2 separate regions of the Sus scrofa genome follow, and region 2 is linked to region 1. A link is a contact called in public Hi-C data. All regions are on one chromosome and are shown on one strand. Each heading gives the region's core, a stretch centred on a gene start, on an enhancer-like site or on the middle of the called end of the contact. The rest is flanking DNA. Distances are from core to core; before and after follow the strand shown. Region 1 overlaps INTS3 (integrator complex subunit 3). Region 2 holds the start of NPR1 (atrial natriuretic peptide receptor 1).

Region 1 (3,834 bases), core at 650-3,149:
GAGCTGATGCCAAAAGGCATGGAAGTGAGGGTCTAAGGGACACCAGCCCTGAATCCGTGAGAGAAACAAGTCAGAGCAATGATCATTTGTGGTTTCTGGCAGCTGATGGGAAAGACGGGGACGCCTCAGAAAGCCAGGCTTGGGGACTGGCAGTGAAGGTGGAGATGAGCCCGGGAACTTCAGCAGACACGAAGGTGGAGACATTCAGGAGGAAGAGAATAAAAGGGCCCTCGGGGTCAGGTGGCCCAGGGAGCCAGGGAGAAGCACGGAGACACGAACACAGGCAAAGAGGGGCCCTGCACCACCCCGCAGCTGCGTTCCCAGGGCCTGGCCCCTCACCGTGCACGTGGTCAGGAGCCAGCCAATGATGGCCCATCGGGGCAGGATGTCTGAACTCAGCACTTCATTCGAAGGGTGGACCACCCCACAGATGTAGCGGATGAGGTCACAGCGCAGAGACTGACTGTCTGGGGTTGACAGGTACTGGCGCTGGAACCAATCCTGGTATCGCTTTTGTTGACCAAACCGCACCTGGGGGAAGGGGACGTTAGAAAGAAAATCTGGGAAGGGAGGGTAGGGTCTCTGGGCAGAAGAAAACAGGCACCATTCTACTCCAGGCTCAGCTCAGACCTCAATTTCTTCTTACAACTTACTCGCTAATTCACACTGTCTCTCAAGTCCCTCGCCTTTGGGAAGACATCCTGATTTAGAGGCTTCTGGATTTAAAATAATGCTGCTCACGGAGTTCCCGGCGTGGCTCAGTGGTTAATGAACCCGACTAGTATCTGTGAGGATGCAAGTTCGATCCCTGGCCTTGCTCAGCGGGTTAAGGATCCAGTGTTGCCGTAAGCTGTGGTATAGGTTGCAGACGTGGCTCGGATCCAGCATTGCTGTGGCTGAGGCCTAGGCCAGAGGCTACAGCTCTGATCAGACCCCTAGCCTGGAAACGTCCATATGCCATGGGTACGGACCTAAAAAGACAAAAGACAAAAGATTAAAAAAATAAATAAAATGCTATTCACTACTCAGCACTGACCAAAAGCTTCCTGAGGCTGAATGACCTAACAGGATCATTATCCAAAGGACACAGACTCTCCAAACCTTCTTGCAGCAAGTGCTCCCCCTAAGAGGAAAGATCTAGTTTTCCTCTTGCGTTTTTTTTTTTTTTTTTTTTTTTTTTGCCATTTCTTGGGCCTCTCCCATGGCATATGGAGGTTCCCAGGCTAGGGGTCTAATTGGAGCTGTAGCCGCCAGCCTACACCACAGTCACAGCAACACCAGACTGAGCTGCATCTACAACCTATACCACAGCTCATGGTAAAGCTGGATCCTTAATCCACCGAGCAAGGCCAGGGATTGAACCTACAACCTCATGGTTCCTAGTCGGATTCATTAACCACTGAGCCACGATGGAACTCCTAGTTTTCCTCTTGTAATACCCCAATTCAACTAACAGAGAGAGCAGAAGGGTTAAAAAAAAAAAAAAAAACACTAAAGAAACACTGTCCAACAGAACTTTCTGCAACAATGATGAGTACTGAGCACTTAAAAAATATTAGCTAGCTATTCCAACTGAGGACTATTTTTTTTTTCTTTTTTTTTTTTTTTGCCACACCTACAACATACAGAAGTTCCTGGGCCAGGAATCGAATCCAAGCCGCAGCTGTGGCAATGCCAGATCCTTAACCCAATGCTCCAGGCCACGGATTGAACGGGTTAGGCAGCCAGACCACTAACCCACTGGGCCACAGCAGGAACTCCAGAGGTACTACATTCTCAATTTTATTTTAACATTTAAATTGCAACATGTGGCTAGCGGCTACCACATGGGACGGCCCAGATCTAGACAGTTCTGGATGACTTAGGAAACCGAAAGTTGGCTAGAGCAGTGTTTTCCCAACCCCAGACTGGCTGCAGAGGAGCTGCTGCCTGGAAAGTCTGTTAAAAATACAGGTTCCTCAGACAGATTCTCTGGGTGAGTGAGATTCCGGAAGATGTATTTTTAACATGCTCCTCAAGCAATGCTGCCATAATGTAGCCATGTTTGGAAACCAAAAGGCTGCAGCTCTCTTCCTGAGGGGTCATGGGTCACCCAAAATGACCACTCTCCCTACCCGCTGACAGCACATTTCACACTTGTACATGACATTATTTGTGTACAAGTATTGGTTTAATGGCCGCGTTAGATAGCCTCACAAGACACGGCACTGTATCTGTCTTACTGAGCACCTCGCAGCACTGCTCGGCCAGTCAGTAACCAGCCACAGGTGAATGAAGAAGCCCAGCCAGCACCTGCAGCTTCTCTTCCTGCGGCAGGAGGAACTTACCCGGGATGTCATGAAGAGGAGCTTAGTCTCCATGTCCGGGGTCAGACGACATGCTAGGAATTTCCGGGACGTTCTTGACTGAAGAAGCTGCAGGATACCTGAATCAAGTGCGGGAAGGAAGAGAAAAGACAGAAGACTGAGCACCAGAGGGAACAGAAGGCAGGAACTAATGGCAAGTGGTCTTGCTCCTGGGGAACTTCTAAGAGCTGACCTAGAGAGGTCAGGCACAGGCACAGGCACAGGCTGGGGGTCTAGCCAGCACCTGTACGATCTGCTCCAGCCAACCACCATCCCCGGGACCCAGGCACATTCATTCCTTTCTTCCACTGGCCAGCCAGAGACCCCCACTCCCATTATTCCAGTTGGCAACATGTGAGAAAGTTGGGGGGAAATATGGGAAACCCTAGCCTCTCTTCTTGCTCCTGAAGGTCCCGTCACTGGGTCCCAGGCTCAGTGAGGTGTGGTGGCATAAGCACGAGCTCTGGAGTCAGACAGACCTGGATCCAAATCCTGCCTCTGACACTAGCTGTGTGGCCTCGGGCATATTATTTAATCTCCTTGAACCTCATTTTCTTCATCTGTAAATATGGGAAGTAAAATATCCATCTTACAGGAGTGTCCAAGGATCAAATGCGTTAACATACACTTGCCTAGCCCACAGCAGGCACTCAACACAACTCAATACATGTGCAATGTAAGAGCAGTGAATATAAGGTGGAACCAGGGGCTTTCTTCTCTTCATTGCTAACTCCCCAGGTCCTAGGCTCCTGCCCTCGCATTACATGCGCACACACGCTGGAGGGGGAGTGGGGAGCAAAGCTGTACGGTAACAGTTCAGACCGTAAGCAGGACCCTGGGAAGGGGAAAGGGATGTGAGAAGGGCCTGGCTGGGGGAGGCACCCAGAGTCTGTTCCTCCCCCTGAAAAGGATTTTGGCCAAGCTGGCTCCTGAGAATTCAGTGGCATGACTGCTCCTGGGGAGGAGCCTCTGCTTCCAGGACTAATTTCAGCCCCTCTGCTGACTCAGTCTCACGAGCTGACCTCTGACTCCCCGACAGACTCAGTGAAGCTGGAAAATGGTCATCAACTCACCTCTTGAGCCAAAGAGCTGCCAGGAGAGGAGGAGGCGGGTTACGGGTCTGTCTCACTTTTTCTTAAATGACAGTGGGAGTCTGCCAAGTAGGGGCTGTCTGGGAACCTTGCACACATGAACTCTTCTGGGTACCTCTGTGGGCCCACATCCAGCTGCATTTGGCAGGGCCTGCCCAGTCCCAGGCATCCTAAATCTGAGCACCAATGCCTCTCCTATCCACCAGCCTCTGCCCTAGTGATTCCAACAACACGTACATGACCTCCCACCTCTCAAGGACAGCGTACCCCAACCCTTCCTTACCTGTGAACTGAGGACTCAAGGCCTGAGGGTTATGGATTATATCTTTCCAAAGCTGTTCAAATTCTGGTATCCTGGCAACGTTCTGAAGCAGCCTTACGAGGTCCCGGCCAATCAT
Region 2 (3,582 bases), core at 691-3,190, 54 kb after region 1:
AAGTGGTCGCGGTCGCCCTCGGCGAACTCTAGGTGGTCCACGGTGATGTTGAGACGGTCGCGAACCCGCATGTACAGCCCCTCCACCACGAAGAAGCAGGGCTGGTCGTCGCCCGGCTGGTAGGCGTAGAGCACGAGCGCCTGGCGCTCCCAGCCCAGCCGTCGGTGCAGCGCCGCCACGAAGTCGCCCAGCTTGGCGTGGCTCGGCCCGGCACGGGTGGTCAGCGCGTACTCGTCCTTGGCCCCGAAGCCCAGCGCCGGGGCGCCGGCGGTCAGCAGCGGCACCCGCCAGTGCGCGGTGAAGCGGCCCACGGGGGCGGCGGCGTACACGCAGCCGGGGCCCAGGAACACAGCGGGGTTGTGCTCCCACTTGAGGTCCACCGCGGTCAGGGGCGCGGCGGTGTCGGAGCAGACGCCCAGTGCGCTCTCGCTACTGCCTAGCACAGTGCGGACCGTCCAACCCGGCAGCAGGTCCGGCCGCGCCTTCACCTTGGCCAGGGCCAGCTCCACCGCCGGTCCCACGCGCGCCCACGACCACGGATAAGAGGTGTTGGCCAGCGGCAGCACCACGGCCACTGTCAGGTTGCCCGCGTAGCTGCCCGGGAGCAGCAGCAACGGCAGGAGCAGCAGCAGGCGCAGGCGGGCGCCAAAGGGGCGCCCGGGGCGCGGCATGGCCTCAGCGGGCACCGCGGTGGACGAGCGCTCCCACCATGGCCTCCAGCGTCCCCTCCGCCTCAGTGGCCGGTCCTGGGCACCAGGCGCGCCCCTGTGGGAGGTAGGAGGAGCGGGGCGGGGACGCTCCCCGCGGAGCACGTTGCCCCCTCCAGCTGCGACAGTCCGCGCCAGGAGCACCAGGGGCGCGCGACCCAGGGGTGCGCCGAGGGCGCGGCGGAGCAGGTGGGTGCGAGGAGAGCTCCGGGGCAGAAAGAACCCGAGTGCGAGTGAGAACGTGTTATGTGTGTGTGCGCGTGTGTTAGGAGAGAGAAAAAGCGTGAGCAAGCGCTCGGTGGAGAAGGATGGTAGAGGGCGCGAGGGAGGGAAAAGGGAGTGTGTGTGTGCGTGAGCGCCTAGCACAGAGACTGTGCCAGAAGGGGCGTCCGGCCGGCCCAAGTCTCCCGCAGTCCGGGGGGACAGGGGAGGACCCAGGCCAAGCTCCGAACCCTCCCTCCCCGCCGCTTCCCCTCCCAGACTCCGCGACCGTAGAGCCAATCCTGGATCTTTAACTCCTTCCTCCCCTCCCAGAAGTCGCCGCCTCTCCGAGCCCCTTGGCCTGAGCGCTTTTCCTTAGGCCGTCTTCCCGCTTCTCCGCGGCCAAATGTCTTCCTACTTCGAGAAGCGGCATCCACAGAAGGGGCTCCCTCTCAGGGAGAACTGAGTAGAGATTTGCGTGGGAACGACAGGGGGTCTCTTGCGTCCCACCTAGTCCCTCCGCTCCTACCTCGTTCCGTCTGGGAAAGAGAGGAGGAGGAGCCGGTTTGGGATCTTGGCCCGAAAAAGTGAGTGTTTGGATGTGAACGTCTAGGGGTGGGGCCGGAGGGTGAGGGTTTCTAGAAAAGGCATTAAAATAGGTGAATCCAAAGTCCCCTTGACCAGTCCATCTAGGATCTCACCCACCCTCAGCTTCCAAATTGAGCGGATTAGTGGAGAAAAAGGACCAGGTGCAAGGGCAGAGTTAACGCTCTCATTCCCAAAAGGCTGTACGAAGTGGGAGGGAGAGCTTGTGGGTGGCTGGCGGGGGAAGAGGTGTGGCCTCAGGGCCCCTCCCGGCTTGTATGTGTTTGGTTTGTATTGAGGGGGATTATTAAAATCAAATTTGTGGGGGTGGCGAGAGACTGTTGCAAAAGACAAGCGGAGGCGTCAATAGGATAGTGTTGGGGGGCCCTTGACGGCTGGGCCGCTGACGGGACAGCTGTGGAATTAGTCTGCCCTCTAATGGTCAGAAGGAGTCATTGACGGTATTGTGGGGCCAACAGCGGCAACCCGGTGCCGAAGCTGGACCAAAGATCAGCAAACTTGAGGACCTAATACGTATTAAGTACCAGCTAGAGGCTCAGCGGGTTAAAGATACGGCGTTGTCACTGCAGAGGCTCAGGTCGCTTCTGTGGCTGAGTTCGATTACTGGCCCAGGAACTTCCACAGCCGCAAGTGCGGGCAAAACAAACAACAAAGAAAAGAAAAACACCCGCTAGATGTTGAGGACATAAAGAGCAATATATATATGCGTGTATATGTACATATATTACACACACACACCCCATTCCTTTGCGGAGGTCTATCAATTTGGGACAAATAGCCCTAAGATAAGTCAGGTAAGTACTACAACAAAGAGAGGGGTAAATTGCTGGAGGTCCAGATAAGTGTTGTTGTTGCTGTTGTTGTTATTATTAGTATTATTATTGTGTTTTTAGGGCCAGACCTGTGGCATTGGAAGTTCCCAGGCTAGGGGTCGAATCTGAGCTGTAGCCGTTGGCCTATGCCACAGCCACAGCAACGCTGGATCCTTAACCCACTGAGCGAGGATAGGGATCAAACCCTGGTCCTTGTGGATACTAGTCAGATTTGTTTCCACTGAGCCACAACAGGAACTCCAGATGAGGGCTATTTTGCTTGCAATGGAGCCAGGAAAATCCCCAAAGAGAAATAATTCAACAAGGGTAGGAGAATGAGAAAGATATTCTGTGCAGAGAAAGCAGAATACGGAAATATGTTTCCTATGTATTTAGGAGAATTTTGAATGTTCTTATGGTCTAGAGCAAATGGTAGCCCATGGACCAACTTAAGATGGCAGGCGTGTTTTGTTTGGCCTGTATTCTCCTGTGCTCTCTGTATATATCTAATTTAATTGCCCACACTTAGAGTTTCTGTCCTGGTGCAGGGGAAACGAATCTGACTGGGAACCATGAGGTTGCAGGTTCAATCCCTGGCCTCTCCCAGTGGGCTGGGGCACCACCGTTTCTGTGCTGTAGGCCAGCAGCTGTAGGTAGGATTCAAACCCTAGACTGGAAACCTTGATATGCTGCAGGTGTGGCTCTAAAAAAAAAAAAAAAAAAATTGCCCGCATTTAAAAATTAGCAGATGCACATGAATATTGGATTTCTGACTTGTGTTAAGATGTTGGAGAGCTGGTAATATAGGTCCTGCATCTTTCCGTGAACAATCGTCTGAACCAAGTATCCATTACTTCTTTGAGATGAGTCTAGTTCATCATAGTTCCTACTCTCCCTGGTCAGTATGTTTTCAACCCTGATCTAGGATGTAAGGTGTTGTAGGTATGTGGTTATAAGGAGAGGAGAGGTTGTAACTGAGGAGGAGAGACAAGAAGGGGCAGCAGAGGGTTGATCCTGCAAGTTTTTGTGCGACAGGCATAATGTCTTTGTCTTACAAGGAGGGCTCCAGAGATTATAGAGGTAGATAGGAGATTGGGAGATTTGGGGGTTTTATTTTTTTTATTTTTGTCCGTGCTGGGGCATATAGAAGTTTCCAGGCCAGGGACTGAATTCACACCCCAGCAGTGACTCAAGGCATAGCAGTGACAACACCAGATCCTTAACCTCTGAGCCACCAGGAAGCTCCAGAAGATTTT

Evidence for each region. A called contact is a pair of places that touch in the nucleus more often than the background predicts.
Region 2: a contact with region 1 is called in a Hi-C map of omental adipose tissue, with 3 times the contacts expected there. The contact joins the promoter of NPR1 here to the enhancer-like site in region 1. A contact is called at or near these places in 2 of 5 promoter capture datasets (fetal liver and liver), 27 of 47 Hi-C or Micro-C datasets (adipose tissue, alveolar macrophages, blood and 16 more) and 2 of 2 datasets of contacts at active chromatin or transcription factors (alveolar macrophages and skeletal muscle).

Annotation. Positions count from the first base shown.
Region 1 is chr4:95,918,267-95,922,100 of Sscrofa11.1, forward strand. It overlaps INTS3 (integrator complex subunit 3), which reads right to left. Exons shown (of 30, transcript NM_001243322.1): 8 at 3,720-3,834; 9 at 2,328-2,425; 10 at 340-531. Among named protein-coding and RNA genes, the nearest start is that of SLC27A3, 17 kb to the left of the region's middle. Within about 2 kb of position 1,900, at least 15 of the 83 cell types and tissues checked have an H3K27ac peak or open chromatin away from gene starts, as enhancers often do. A contact at or near this core is called in adipose tissue, omental adipose tissue, retroperitoneal adipose tissue and 2 more, where this site is marked.
Region 2 is chr4:95,972,313-95,975,894 of Sscrofa11.1, forward strand. NPR1 (atrial natriuretic peptide receptor 1) reads right to left here and starts at 1,941. Exons shown (of 22, transcript XM_021089806.1): 1 at 1-1,941. The coding sequence starts at 671.